Regions from separate parts of the Capsicum annuum genome. Here region 2 is linked to region 1. Evidence: chromatin contacts called from public Hi-C data. All regions are on one chromosome and are shown on one strand. Each heading gives the region's core, a stretch centred on a gene start, on an enhancer-like site or on the middle of the called end of the contact. The rest is flanking DNA. Distances are from core to core; before and after follow the strand shown.

Region 1 (7,945 bases), core at 2,943-5,442:
TTGGTGTCTCTTGCTTATGGTATTATCGGATATTGTTGATTTCTATTGTATCTTGTTCTTTTACTATTCCTTGTCGAGATTTTTTATTGTGAGCCAGGGGTCTATCGAAAACAGCGTCTCTATCCAAATTTGAGGTAGTGGTATGGACTGCGTACACTTACCCTCCCCAAAACCCACTTGGTGGGAATATACTGGGTATGTTGTTGTTGTTGTTGTAACTCATAAGATAACAAAATGACATTTGGGAAAATATTTTAGCTGATAGGGTTTAAGGGGTGTTCCAAGTTTCCATGGTAGAATAATCAATTACCCAAATAGACAAAACACTAAGATGTCCTTTTTATAACCATGGTGTCCAGACAGACTAATACAGGCTATCTACCACCTCCCCAGCAACAGGTTACTCTGTCCTAAGAAATCACCTAGTTTTTTTTTTCTCTGCTGGGATTAGAACCTGACACCTCATGGTTCCCAATTCACTTCATTGACCACTAGGCAACAAAAGACTAATATGTTAGTTCTGTAATTCCAGATCCTAGATGTTAAATTATAGTCCAAGACTCTGTGCTACTGTGCCATCAGTGCTTCATAGATAATAGTAAATTACTCCTCTCAGTAGATTTTTTTTTCACGGATACCTACCACCTCCCACCAACAACAGATATCAAGTAACTCTACGCATCAAGGCTAGGACAGATTGGAGAATCACACAGTGTTTTTTGTACTCCTCTCAGTAGATTTAGAAAATTAGAGAACACTACGGGGAAGAATATGAATTTGAAAAATACCCAACTAAAACACACAAATTTGAAAAATATTAGAGTCCATGAGTCTTTATATTCTAATTTCAGAATACTTACAGGATAGCTCCTTGGAAAATGTGGCATATAAACGAAGATCCTTATTGATGTTTCAAGTGTAATGAAAATGTTAAAGCTGTTCAAAGAAGTATTAAGCATCAATAAACCAAAACTTGTAACTTCCAGCAACATTACATACTTGCTAGGATATCAATCTTTCCTAAATCTGTTAGCATTTTTGGCAACTAGTCCCAAGCATTAAAAAGACACAACCTAAAGCATACCTGACAGCTGTCCCCCCACCCCCTGCGCGTTTTTACCCAAACCCCATTTTTAGCACAACTTGAGCATAATGGTCTCACTTCCAATCAACTGTCCATCCTAGTGACATCTTTACGAGAAAACGATATAGAAAATCAATGGCAGGTTCATATTAGTGTCTCGCAAATTCTAGTAACTACCACGAACCGCAATAGTAAAGAAGAGTAATATACCATTTGGCGGATTGCCATGTCAAAGGATCTCTTTGGAGCAGAAATTGAGGATAGTACTCTTTTTGGCTTCTTTGATAGACCAAGAGGTTTCTTATTTTGGAATCCATTGATACTTCTTGGACCTGAACGATCTGAACGACTCACAGGAATGGATTGTAGAGAATCTATGTCGTCATCACCAGATGATGCAACTGAACCTTTACTGTGAGCGCTAAAATGGTCACGATCATGACTATGTGATGAACTGACACTTCGAGAAGCAGTCGGGGACATTGATTGTCTTCCAGACCTTGATCCACTTCTGGATGCAGGAGAAGACCCTCTCACATAGGAAGCAGGGCGATCACCCAGTGAAGTACGAAGATTGGGAGGTGCCTCCAAGGAAAATCCTGGAATATTTGACTGCCATGCCCTAATCTTTGGTGATGCAGAGTTTGCTCTATTAGTCTTGACAGGAGAGGTGCCCCTCACTTGCAATGGAGCAGCAGTACCACTAGAGCCTGTGCTCATCCTCCGAGGAGTTGGTGTAGAGGACCTTGGAGGAGGTGTTGAGAATTTATTAGGTGAGTGAGACGGTTTCCTCGCCGGAGTAGAATGCCGCAACTGAGGCGGTGGACTTGAATGAGGTGCTGAAGATGGTCTCCCTCTTGATTGATCAGCAGTATAACTAGACATAGGAGATGGGCTAAGGAGATTTGGACTGGCGCTGCCTCTACTACTTCTGTAACTCTTGTCCATCTGCCATTCAATCCATATGAAAGTTATTAAATTGATTGTATCAGACTTAAAACAGAAGCTCCTTGCATTTGATATGGTTAGGTAACTATAATATCAATACAGTTCCCAAAAAGGGACAGGAAAACAGTTGAATGACTAAAATGCTCACCGTTGATGATCTAGAGATTGAAATGGGTTGACTTCTAGGCCGGCCCCTCTGCTCATGATTTATAGGGCGCGTCTCATGACTTTCGTCATCCAAAGAAGGAAAAAGAGGGGTGTCCGGAGGGGTCAATAACCTTTCACCAATAAGTGAGCATATTAGATAACATTTCATCAATAAATCAGCATATTAGGCATGAGGGGTTTATTGAAGAACTTACACCAACTGACGTGTGTGCTAAAGAATAAATATATCTCTGAGGACAATAGGAATGAATTTCTTCTTTCTAAAAATTTACTGTAGAATTACACCGAACAAGCGTATCTTTCTGGCTCCAAAGTTTTCGAATCGTTAGCAAAGGGAAACTTTTAACAAAATTAGAACATGGACAGAAAGTTTGGCAAAGCATGTAGTGAGAAAACTACGCATTTGAGTTCATTTTCAACATCTAAGCACAAAATGACAAGATAGGGGAGTACAGAGTAAATGCTTGAAAGATAAAACATAACCAACCAGTCATAGTCATTCTTGTCGCCTTCCGCGTTAAGCAGGTCACTACTCTCTCCTCGAGCTGGAATTGATATTCCAAGCTTATAATCCGTAAAATACCTCAATTTAGTGGCTGCCAATGACAATGAGCAACAAAAGCAATACAGTCATGAAAACTAAAGCAAGAGCATGTTTCTGTGCTTCAGAACAAAATAAAGCTCTAAAATGTAAAACAGAAATTAACGCAAAATCTTACAAAATAAGTCTTCGAAGTCGTCATTTGCTTGAAGCAAGAAATTATCTTTTTCTCTGGTTTGCACCTCATTAAACAGGGCAAGATCATCATCCTTGTCCCTCAAATGAATCCCACTTTCCAGACTGCGCCCTCTCTTGTGATTTTCTTGCCTGAGCTCCCTTCCAGGAGAGCATCTCATAGCTGGTGAAGGAGGCATCACAGTGTCAGCGTCAGCTCACCCGACACTAATCAGTCAGACTCCCCCCAGGAATCCCAAACTAAAACAGCATATTATATCCCCCATGAAACAAAAAGAGCAAAATTTCAACCACTTCAGCTAGACCCTCTCAGCATTAATTCATTTGGAAATTGAAAAGCTAAGTCAAGTGTTCACAGAAATCTCAAAGTGGGAATTCAATTCCTTTACATACAATGTACACTTGCTTGATCCCTGGAGCAAGAAGACAATAACAATAGTCTTGCCACCTTGCACTTCTTGTCTGAAACTATCCAAAATCAAATCTAAGGCCAAAACTGAACTTTTAGCCACTCAGTCAACTCCAAATGCCCAATCACTACAAGGGTAGGAACTACAAAATCAAGCAGGAAGTTCAAACACACACAAACATAAAAAAAAATAAAAAAAAATGCAAAATTCCACAACAAGTACCTCAAGAACCCCAACCCAATCACCAAAATAAACAAAAGCAAGTTAATTATCAGTCCCCCATTGAGCTTACAGACTCATCAAAACTAAAATTAGGGTCAACAAAAGAAAGCACTCAAACCCCACTACTCAAAATGCTCAGCTTAACACCAAAAAGCTTGAAATTTGAAGAAAAATCTGATCTTGAAAGAAGAAAATATCAGGAAAGAGTAGAAACCCAAAGGTGGATCTGCAAGAATTTGTACAGATCAGCAAACTGCAGAAATGGGTTTTGGAATAATACACAACTGAACCCACCCCCCACCCCTCTTTTTTCGAAGAATGCAAATGCGATATTATGGATCAACACAGAAGTAAACCCTAAGAAACCATTTTTCTCAAACAACAAAAAAGCACCAAGACTGAATTAACAGAAGGAATTGATGATGCTGATGATGAATGAGGAGTGGAACAGGCTTTTGGTTTTTAGGGTTGAATAGTAATTTTGCTACTTTCCTTCTCAGCAACAGCAACCTTTTCTTTTTTCTCTTTCTGCTATCTCACAGTTCCCTTTCTTTTTCCGTTTTCTTTTTTCTTTAAAATTTGGATAATTACAGTAAGATAATAATCCATACTTTAATTCATGATGTTAGCAGGTAAGCAAAGATTTTTTTTATTATATTAATAATTAATGTTTGAGGTTTATGGTGGAGTTAGAGAGCATTATTCATGTTCACGAAAAAAAGTACTCCCTCCGTATCAATTAAAAATAATTAATAGCATACCTAAATTATCCCAGTACTACTTCTGTAAAATGATGTTTATATTTTAATTTAAAAAAAAAATAATTAATGCAGAAGACAAAATATGAAAAAAAAATTATCTTTATTTATTAATGAAAAAAATAAGTAAAATAAAAAATCAAATTAGGAAATTTAGGACGGAGAGTATTTATATCTATATCTATAATCTATAATCTATAATATATTAAAAGTGTGAAGCCCCCTAGAAAAGTAATTTAAACTTTTTATCCTTCATTAAAATACTCTTCAACAGATAAAATCGTCTTTTCACTATTTTCTAAAAATAATTATAACTAAATTATTATTCAAATATTTAGAATAGAGAAGGAAAAAAATAAATAAAGAAGAATCTCACATCAAAAAAGAATTAAACGAAATGTGGAAAAATTTTGGTTAGCAACTTTTTTAGAAAACCCTATTTATTGGAAAGAAAAAAAATAAGAATCAAAATTTATATATTAAAAAGGAGAAATCGTATGGTTGGTTTTTAAGGAAAAACTTTTAGGATCCAGCACCTTGTTAGGAACCTATTTTTTTAAAAGAAACTTTTTGAAACCAATATATATATCTATAATATATTATATTTTCTTTTGTAGTGACCAATTAAAAAAATAATCCTAAAATAGGATAGAAAAACACTCATAAAAGAGGACCGTATTAAGAAAATACTTTTATAAATATTGAGATGCATGTTAAACTAGAGAAGAAATCGATTTACTTATTGGGAAAATATGATTGATGCTCATTTAACTTGATTCGATTGCATGTCTAGATTAGTAGATGTTTAATAATAGAATTCAACGTGTGTGTATATATATCTTTTTTATTATCATTCAAGTAATTTACAGGCGGTAGATGAATGTCGGTCGGCTTTGAAGATTTTTTTTAGGTAAAGGTTAGGTTCAATTGTATTATTTTTATATCTCTATTTTGTGGTTTTTTTTATGTGTGTGCAAAGGTTAAGTTTAGTTGTATTATTTTGATATCTCTATTGTCGTATTATTTTGTTGTAACTTACATATTGTAGATGAGTGTCAGACGATTTTGAAATTTTTTTTTGTGTAAATGTTAGACTTAATTATATTGTTTTAATGTTTCCATCATCGTATTGTTTTGTTGCAGTTTACAGGTGATAGATGAATGTCGATCGATTTTGATAATTCTTTTTTGGCAAAGGTTAGATTTAATTAAATAAATTCTCTAAAAGATGTTGAATTTAATTATTGTATTCATATTTATTATTTAAACAAATATCTTATTTAGTATAACTGAGGTGCACGCGCAAGACGCATACACCTAAACTAGTAAATAACATAAATACCAACTCTTTTGAAAATAATTACATTCTCTCCCACTTTTTTAATTACTTTACTCTTTCTCCCTATTAACATAGCCGATATATACATAACACTCTCTGTATATGTTGGAATTTTTATAATATATTTAGGGAGTTGAGATTTTTTGTAATATTGGAAACATAAATTGTGTATTTAAATAATTTTAGTAAAAGAAAAGGCTAACATCACAAATCACACGTGAGTTTGTGGATGCGTTTTTACTACTAGGCCAAAGGTTTCGATAGGCACTCAAACTTGTTGCCAAAATTGACTTAGACACCTAAACTAAGACCTATACCTATCAGGCCCCTAACCCCCCACATTTTGTTTCAATTGGGCCTTTTTTACCTATGTGGCACTGCGCGTACAGTGCCATCGTGGGAGGCGCGTGAGGAGCATTTTTTTTTTACTAGTTTACAAATAAAAAGATGTCAAGTGGCATTGAGGGCCCCAAAATTTTTTTAAATAACAATTATTTTTTTAAAATACTAAAGGCCCTTTTTAAAAAAAATAATACGCTGAGGCTCGGGGCCGGGGTAGGTGGGGGAGTTTTATTTTAAAAAAAAAAAAACTTTATAATTTATTTTTAATAATTAGTTTTTTATTTTTTTTAAAAATATTATAATTTCTTTTTTATAATTAGGCAAAAAAGCATTAAGGGGTCCCAATTTTTTTTTTTTAAATAAAACAATACGCTGGGGGCTGGGGGACTAGGGGTAGGTGGGGGAGTTTCATTTTTATTTTTTAAAATTTTTTAATATATTCTTTTTAATAATTAGTTTTTACTTTTTAAATAATTTTATAATTTCTTTTTTATAATTAGGCTTTTATTTTTATTTTTTAAATAATTTTATAATTATTTTTAAATAATTTGAATCCTCAATGCCATTTTTTATTTTCATTTTTTAAAAAGTTTATAATTTTTTTAATATTTATATTTTTATATTTTTAATAATTTATTTAATTTTTTAAAAAATATATATTTTTTTTAAAAATAATTAGTTTTTTATTTTTATTTTTCAAATAATTTTATAATTATTTTTTCATAATTTATATCCTCAATGCCATTTTTTATTTTCATTTTTTAAAAAGTTTTATAATTTTTTTTAATAATTAATTTTTTATTTTTTATATAATTTTTTAATAATTTATTTCATTTTTAAAAAAATTTTATAATCTTTTTTAAATAATCAATTTTTTATTTTTATTTTTCAAATAATTTTATAATTATTTTTTCATAATTTATATCCTCGCCATTTTTATTTCATTTTAAAAAAAAATTATAATTTTTCTTAATAATTAATTTTTTATTTTTTAAATAATTTAAGAATTATTTTTAATAATTTCATCAATGCCATTTTTATATACTATTTTTTAAAAAATTATAATTAATTTTTAATAATTATTGAACCCACAATGCCACGTGTCAGCTTTCAATTAGCTTATTTTGCCACGTCATTACGTGTGTGCAACACACACTTTGAGCTTTTTGCTGATAGGGGAAAAAGGCCCAATTGGAACAAAATATGGGGGGTTTAGGGGTCTGATAGGAACATGCCTTAGTTTAGGTGTCTAAGTGAATTTTGGCAACAAGTTTGAGTGTCTATCGATGACTTTGGCCTTATTACTAATACCAAGTACAATTCCCTCAGTTCTAGATCACTATTCCTAACATCTTACTGTTAGTAACTCATGCTTTTCATACGTAATTACGAGTTGTTTAATATTTTATAGAATAAACGGAAAAGAGTTTAAAATATCTGCTAATTATGTAAAATGATATTGTTATAAATGTATCATATATAGTGAATGTTTACTTTATTATTTAGTATATATAGTGAATACCTACTTTATCATAAATTGTGTATGTCTATTTATGAAAAAGTTACAAACCCCAAGATTAGTTTTTCCCTATAAATAAAGGATTTTCCCTCATTGTAATTCATCCCTCAATAATCCCTCAAGAAATAAAGAAGTTTCTCTTCTCTCTCTATTCTTCTTGTATTTGTTTTATATTTCATAACACATTATCAGCACGAGACTCTGACAAACAAGATGAGATTATAAATCTAAAGGTAATTTCAAGGTTAGTAATTCCTTATGTTATCTGTCTTTTGCTACTAATAATATAATTATTGTTGGATTTGAGGAAAAATAATTGGTTTGGAACCATTTATGTTTTAAATTTATTCCTCAAAAATAATATTATATAAAGAAATGATAATATATTGGGTTCAAGTCCCATCGATTTATGCTTAAGA
Region 2 (7,945 bases), core at 3,352-5,851, 210 kb after region 1:
CAAAATTAGACAAGCAGATTGCAGCACTCTACTTTACACAGCCACAACATAGAGGACAAAGGTACATCAAACATACCCCAGTTTACAAGCAAATGGTAAGACAAAGCCCCCAAGACAAAGGTCAACATGCAAACAAATTTGGTAGCTAGTAGCCAAATCACCAAGCTTCTGCAAGAAAAATTAACCAGTAAATGTTAGTGAGTAAGCGATCCAAAATCCATTATAATTAGCTGCATTGATAAAGATTTAGGAATTGGGAAAAGGTCCGAGCACTTACCTCAATTGGATCAATTATGCCATGGGGGAAACCAGGTGCCGATCCAACAATCTGTATGTTCATATGTTTCAGTTTGCAGATCAAATACTTGGCATAAAGTCAGGGGCTAAGTAAACAAATTAAGATGAATTCAGAGTCTCAGCTCATTTCTACGGAGATTGAGAATTATAAAATGAAGGAGAACATATAAACAGAATAACTAAAAGATATTAACACACAAACACATTTTACATGTGCTTAAAACCGAGGCTGTGAAGAGCTCCCCCTCAAGGGTGCAAAAGCAAATTGAACTTTCGTCTCTCTCCTCCGTTTGATTCACTGAGGCATAAACCCATTTGAATACATTTTTGGAAAAGATTATCTGATGTATTCGGAAAAGATTATCTGACAAAAAAGGCTAATGCTCCTGTAAGTAGAGAAGATACAGTGAATCAGGCCACGAACTTCTTCAGGGCATCTTTCAGTTTCGTCAGAAATTTGAGCACTGCAACCCCTACTAAGAAATCGTCTGCTGAAGGACCTAAGAAGCCCAAACAGAAGAAGAAGAAGAATCATTTTTGAGGTGGCTCAGTTTGTGCCCGATCGGGGTCTCGGTTATCACATGACCAAGACTCATAGGATCACTGTCTTCTATGTAATCACAAAAGTCAATCTTTATAACGATGATAGACACGGTAAGGCTTGGGGACTCGCTTATAGAGATGGTTTACCAATTGCTGACGCACCCAAGAAAATAAGTGGTGTACATAAAAGGTGCTGGTAGTACATTGCAAATTTGAAGAAAGCTGAAGAAAGTACCCCCTAATCCAGATGTTCAAGCTGCTTCCTCTGGTCTAACATATCAGTTCCTAAACTATTCTAGCTTCGGAAATGTGTGCACACATTTTCAGAAACTGGCTCTTTTTATGTTTTTAGTGATGGACATTTTATCAGAAGAGAGACATGCTCTAGGCCTCCAAGTCTTTCTGATTGTTCCTATCTTTTATTTAAAAAAAAAGAAACATTTGCTTAAAACCAGGGGAAATGATTCTAGACCTGCCCAAATCCAAAACTTTACCATTACAGTGTTTTTGTTAATATGTCGCTTAATAGCTTTAACATCTGCTCGAAATTCTTTATCAACAGGGACACGCCACAACTTGATCTTGAAATATTGTGCAGCCTTGTCATATGCTGAGTGTGCAGAAACTGGTATTATCCTACAGTCATGTATGACACTCACTAAATTTAGAGACTGATTTTCCTGGATGGATATTACGGAAAACAAAGGGAGAAAGAGCACATACATTTCTGGTTTAGTGATTCCTTTCTTGGCTTTCATATAGTCACGTGATGATTTGACTGCTAATAATATACTTTCAGTCCCCCCTGATGTCATATTGCCACAAATTTGTCCTCCAGAAGCCTTTTCCTTACTACCAAGAATTGCAGCTGTCATCGCAACCACTTCTGCTTCAAATCTAACAACACTTGGGAATACACTCAGATGTAGAGGATTGGTATGAGCAAACCTGAAATAAGAAATATCTATTTATACTGAAAGCAGATATGGAAAATTTTTATGATAAGAAAGCTAAAATAGAAGGTGTATTTGCCTGTAAAAGAAAACTCAACAAGTGCACCCCTTCCCATGTCAACAACAAATAAGAATATGAAATATAAATTTTTTTTTTTTTTAAAAAAGCTAATTGGTTAACAATGGCGTCATCAAAGCTAATCACATTTGATAATAAGATAGACTACATGACTCAGATACACCATCATGAGCAGAGTAGCGTGCTTTGTTTTTTCAAGTCAGTCGCAGATGAATTAGCTTGGGCAAAAACAACTCAACAGATTTGAGATCTATTATTCTAATCCAAGATGTCCAATAAAAAATCACAAACAATTTCTGCCAGATGACAGACCTTAATACGCCATGTATGAATAGTGCACTTAGAATGTCGAGAAAAGGTTAATTTATTCAAGGAAATCAAGGGGTATAAAATGGTAAAGTTACCAATCCATTTTAAAAGAGAAAAAAAGGATATAGGGCTATGAGATCGGACAAAACCCTGATTAACAGTTGCTAAACATTTCGGACGTTCAACTCCATCTTCGTCCAGTATGGTTAGCATGTAAAATATGACATTTTCTGTAACCCTGAAGCATTATAAACTCATTAAATACATTTTTCAGGTCTTAATCAATCTAGCATCGTTTACACTGTTGGTTGTGTCTCTTTATTGTAAACTCTGATCTCTGTATACATAGTACATACCACAGGGAGATTTGAGACTAAATTTGCTCCCTCTTCCTCTTTTGTTGAATCATACACTGATAATTGATTCTTTATGACAGAAGGTTTAATACGAAAAAGATACATGAAAAGAAACAACCCTCCCTTGATCAGCTAACGCAAATAAAGCAACTAAATATACATATATACACAACGGATGAATAATCTTACATGCAACATGCCTCGTTTATCAATGAAAAATGTCCCTCATTCTCATTTCCGCCAATATAGCTGCTCAGAAAATAGGAAATCTGTTAATCTATCTACACAGGTTAAAGAGCAAAAGAAATAGTTTAATTGAAAACAGAAATATATATAATTCTAAACTACTAGCTAAAAACGTATAACATAGTGCAATAATTATGGAAACATACACGGTACCCGAACATTTGCCCTGCCAGCTCACATCTTTTTGTTTCTCATCTTTCATTTGCACTAGGACTTTATCACCTAAACCTGACTTCGGCAACTCAGTTCTCCATCCATCTCTATTACTAGAACCTTGCAACTTATCCACTATCTGCCCAGTTCGACAAAAAATTTTGAAGCCGAAGAATGTCAGATTTATAATCAGAAATAGAGACATTAGGGGAATCTTAGTAGCTTAGTTGGTTAGTTACCTGAACTTCCACCTTATTGGTGAGGGTTCGATTCCCCACATTGTAATCCCCTCCCCCATTCCCCTTCCCCTACCCCCAATTTTTTTTTTTTTTTTTTTTAAAAAGAAATACAGACATTAACCATTGACACACTTTAATACTTCCAAATAGATGCACAAGTAAGAACAGAATATTAATCAGGCACTTCCTCTGCTACAATTATTTTACTAATACAAGTTGAACAAACCTACATCACATTCTCTTGGAATGCAGCCCTTCCCTAGACCCTTTGCTTGAACGCAAGATATATTGTGCATCGGGCTACCCCTTTTTTTTTTAAGCTGAGGATACAAACCTAAATGTATTCAACAGAATATTTAGCCTAGGTAAAAATTTAAAAAACACCCAGGTGAAACAAACCTAAATAGAATGGCGTGATATATGGATTGAATGATTTGATAGTGGAATTACTTCAATCTAGATTGATAGTCCATCCATTCCAACTTATACAACACATTTTCCACCTTGGAATGTTCCATAATGCTTGACTATTCCTCGAATAATATTGTTTTACATAATTTTCACAACATTCAATAATAACTTCGATTAGATGATTTCTCAGCTGTTTAACTTTTCAGCCATTATTGTTAATATAATACACGAGTCAAACTAACACCTTAAACTCCTTTTTTTAAGTCAAACAAAAGCAGTAATTTCATTTAACTTTTTTGCAGAATCAAACAGCAATTGACCAAACTGTAATAATCACTGATAGAAACAAAAACGCATTCAATGAAGTATTTAATACTCAAAATTAACTCACCTTCTGCTTCTCAGAGTCAATGTACTTTTTAACACCAGGGACCAACCTATATATAAGATTCAAATATTAAAATACATATAAAACTGGAAATCTCAATTAATGATAGGAAACTCAGTCAGAAGCTACAAGTGCGTATATACTGTATATATAAAACAACAGTTCAGGTGTACAATACTTTTTTCTTATCGAAACACGGATAAAAATTGAAGAGATGCAAGGAATTAATACTTGATGGCGCTCATAAAGAAGCTAATAACCGTGGCTTTGAGTCCTCGTTCGTGAAAAACAAGGAAGATGGATTGAAGAATTCGAGCCAATAGAAGAGAAAAGAGAGGAGCAAGTAGTAGAGTTAATGGGTCATATTCAGATAAAAGGGAATTTGCTGAAACTCTGTACTGATTCACCCATGCTGGAATCCGAAACTCCATCGCCGATCGTCTTCTTGATTTTTTATCCCTTCTCTTTCTGGTTCCCTTGGTTGAGACTAGTGTGTTGTACTTAAATCTCGTCTTGATTTTAATTTTTGTTATTAGTAATTTGCTTGCTCCATATAGTAAGCGATGCGTAAATCCAAGTTATCTATTTTTCCTTTAACTCGCGTGGTATGCTTAGCTTTTGCTATCAACCGTGCCTGATGGGCTAACCATCTTTCTTTTTATTATTATTATTAAAAATGCAAAATCATAAATATACCTTCAAACTATCATAAGTGATATCAATATATTTTTTTATCACATTTTATGTATACATATATCTTTATTATTAATAAAATAATATGTATATGTCCCTCACACTAATGGTAGATGCATGTGTACCCACAGTATGACATAGGGTATGTATGTACCATTTATCATAATTCAGAATATATTTGTCTTTTTTTTTAATATTCTTATCCAAGATGATTTATCGAAACCTGCTATCCGACCCAATAAATGTAACCCTTTCAAACCAACTCGCCCTGACTTCTATTTTTTATTCCAAATTCGATACTTCCTCTTTTTTTCACTTAAACATAAACTCCAATCAAATTGCGGTGATTGATCATTGCTACTAGTTGGCGTTTTCTTGTTGGAAGGAGTGGATATTAAGTCGAAGGTGACTGGAGCTAGGAGCGTGATAATTGCTCCCCAGTGGGATGTTTTCGATTGAGTCCGAAATCGAAATATGTCTTCATTTTACAAAAATGATCAATGTGTGTAATGAAACTAGAAAGTGACATAAATAGATTTTGTGCACTTATTTTGTGCACCATATCGTCGTTTAAATTAGATAATGCATTTTTATTGTGCAGTATTCATTTTTTTAAAATAGTGCACAAAAAAACTGCATAGTAAATTATTTTTTTGTGAATAGTGCAAAATGCACTTTTTTGGTGCATTATTCATTTTTTATCCATATAATGCACAAAAATAATGCATTATTAATTATTTTTCTGTGAATAGTGCAAAGTACACTTATTTTGTGCACTATTATTTTTTTATCCACATAATGCACAAAAATAGTGTACTATTAATTATTTTTTTGTGAACAATACACTTTTTTGTGCACTATCTATTTTTTTTCAAAGTGAAAAGTGTATTTTTTATGCATTATTCATTTTTTCACACTGTGCACAAAAATAGTACACTATTAATTACTTTTCATATAATACATTAATTTTATGCATTATCCATTTAATATTATGTAGTGCGTGCACTTTCTTTTGTGCATCTGTGCACCGTCTTTTTTCATTTAGTGCACTATTTTAGTGAACTTTTTTTTTGTTATTTTATATAATGTACTATTTTAATATACTTTTCTTCATTTTTTCATATGATGCACTATTTTAGTGCTCTTTCTCTTTTTTTCATATTTTTTTTCTTTTTTTTTTAAATATTGCACCATTTATTTCATATACTAAATTTGCACTTTATCCAAAAAAATTTTGTGAACAAAGTACACAAATTTAGTGCATTATATAAAAAAATTAAACAAATTTAATGCACTATATAAAAAATTGAACAAAGTGCAAATTTATCATGTGAAATAAATGGTGCACTAATTTGTTAAAAAAAAATATATGAAAGAAATGAAAAAGTGCACTAAAATAGTGCACCATATAGAAAATTGAAGGAAAGTGCACTATATATATAAAAAAATATCATTGAAATAGTGCATTAAATAAAAAAAATAGTGCACAAATGTAAAAAAAAAAGTGCATGCACTATATAAAAATAAATAGATAGTGCACCCAACTAATGCACTACATGAAAAATAATTAATTGTGCATTATTTTTGTGGTGAAAAAAATGAATAGTGCATAAAAAATGTGCACTTTCCACTGTTGAAAAAAAATATATAGTGCACAAAAAAGTGCATTATTCACAAAAAAGATAATTAATAGTGCATTATGTGAATAAAAAAAGAATAGTGCACAAAATAAGCGCACTTTACACTATTTATAGAAAAATAATTAATATTGCACTATTTTTGTGCACAATATGGATAAAAAAAAAAAGATAGTGCACTATTCACAAAAAAAACTCAGTGTGCATTATTTTTATGCACTATGTGAATTAAAAAGGGATGGTGCACAAAAAAAGTGCACTTTGCACTATTCACAAGAAAATAATTCATTGTGCATTCTTTTTATGAACTAAAAAAAATGAACAGTGCATAAAAAAACTGCACTATCTAATTCAAACGGCGGCAGTTCCCACACCGTTAAAAAAGATATTGTGCACAAGATAAGTGCACAAAGCCTATTCATGTCACTTTCTATTTCATGACATAGATTGATCATTTTTAAAAATAAAGACATATTTTGATTTCAGACTCTTTTCGATTCGGCAAAGACGGTGCCTATATGGTGTTGATTGATGGTGAATAGTATTTTTTGATGAAATTTTGCTGAAAATTAAAACGTGAGGGGTTTAATTTATCAGTATTCTTTTTGAATGTTATGGGTTAGTGATTTATTTTTAATAATGACAGTAGTGAGTGTAACTATATTGTGTGTATATCGTTATAGGGATGAATAAAACACGTCTGTTAGATACGCGTCTCTTGAACTTTAATTGGTATCGAATCGGGTAGTGAATTTGGGTTAATATATGGGATAAAAGAATGAAAATGAAAAAGAGATAAATATACCCCCAAATTATAATCAAGTACGTATGCCCTCTGTCATACTTTGGGTACACATATGCTCTTACCGTTAGTGTAAGGGGCATATACATATTATTTCATTAACGGTAGATTCTTATATATACTCAAAGTATGACGGAGGATATATATGTATCATTTATCATAGTTCAAGAGTATATTTATCCGTTTTCTATATTGAAAATAATAAAAATAATGACATGAAAAAATAGTATCTCTAAAAAAAGCTACTTCAAAGTCAAGTCTTCCATACCTTTTAACTCTAGAAAAGGTGTGAGAAAACGTATCCCTAACATTTATTTCAAACATACTTTTTTTCCTTTTTGAGACAAAATTTAACATAATTATTGTTTATAATTATAAAATTATTTTATTTAAGTATTCTAAGATTCCAACTAATCTTTAGGATGAACTTGAAGTTAAAAAAAATAACAAAAATTATACTCTTAAAATTATTTTTTTATTTTTGAAAACAATAATTTATTCTTTTTGGAGAGAGTATCTCCTTACCGATTATAAAAGCACAAAATTTTGATTTTCATATTTCTTTAATTGCCCATTGAGAGCATACGTCAATTTTGACATTGTTGCAATCGTAGCTGACTCTACTTGATATTTCACAAATTTAGTCACACAAATTTTAAATCAATTTAAAACTAATGGTACTATGAATAACATTGAGATCAAGTATTCACTTATATATGGATTTTCATCATTGAAAATATTCAACGATATGAGTGTGTAGGTGTAGGTCTATATTGAATTGATAAAGAAGAATCTTGAAATAATGTATCTATTAGCAATCTCATTAACTTACGCACCTA

The links. Hi-C and Micro-C count contacts between places; a contact is called where the count stands out from the background.
Region 2: a Hi-C map of leaf shows a contact between it and region 1, with 2.7 times the contacts expected there. The contact joins the promoter of LOC107847829 here to the promoter of LOC107847526 in region 1. A contact is called at or near these places in 2 of 5 Hi-C or Micro-C datasets (leaf and placenta).

What each region holds. Positions count from the first base shown.
Region 1 is chr11:90,142,593-90,150,537 of UCD10Xv1.1, forward strand. LOC107847526 reads right to left here and starts at 4,193. Exons shown (of 6, transcript XM_016691824.2): 1 at 2,920-4,193; 2 at 2,688-2,796; 3 at 2,181-2,310; 4 at 1,295-2,032. The coding sequence starts at 3,115.
Region 2 is chr11:90,352,077-90,360,021 of UCD10Xv1.1, forward strand. LOC107847829 (sphingosine-1-phosphate lyase) reads right to left here and starts at 4,602. Exons shown (of 15, transcript XM_016692349.2): 1 at 4,206-4,602; 2 at 3,978-4,023; 3 at 2,930-3,075; 4 at 2,727-2,786; 5 at 1,564-1,788; 6 at 1,335-1,476; 7 at 278-328; 8 at 77-168. The coding sequence starts at 4,405.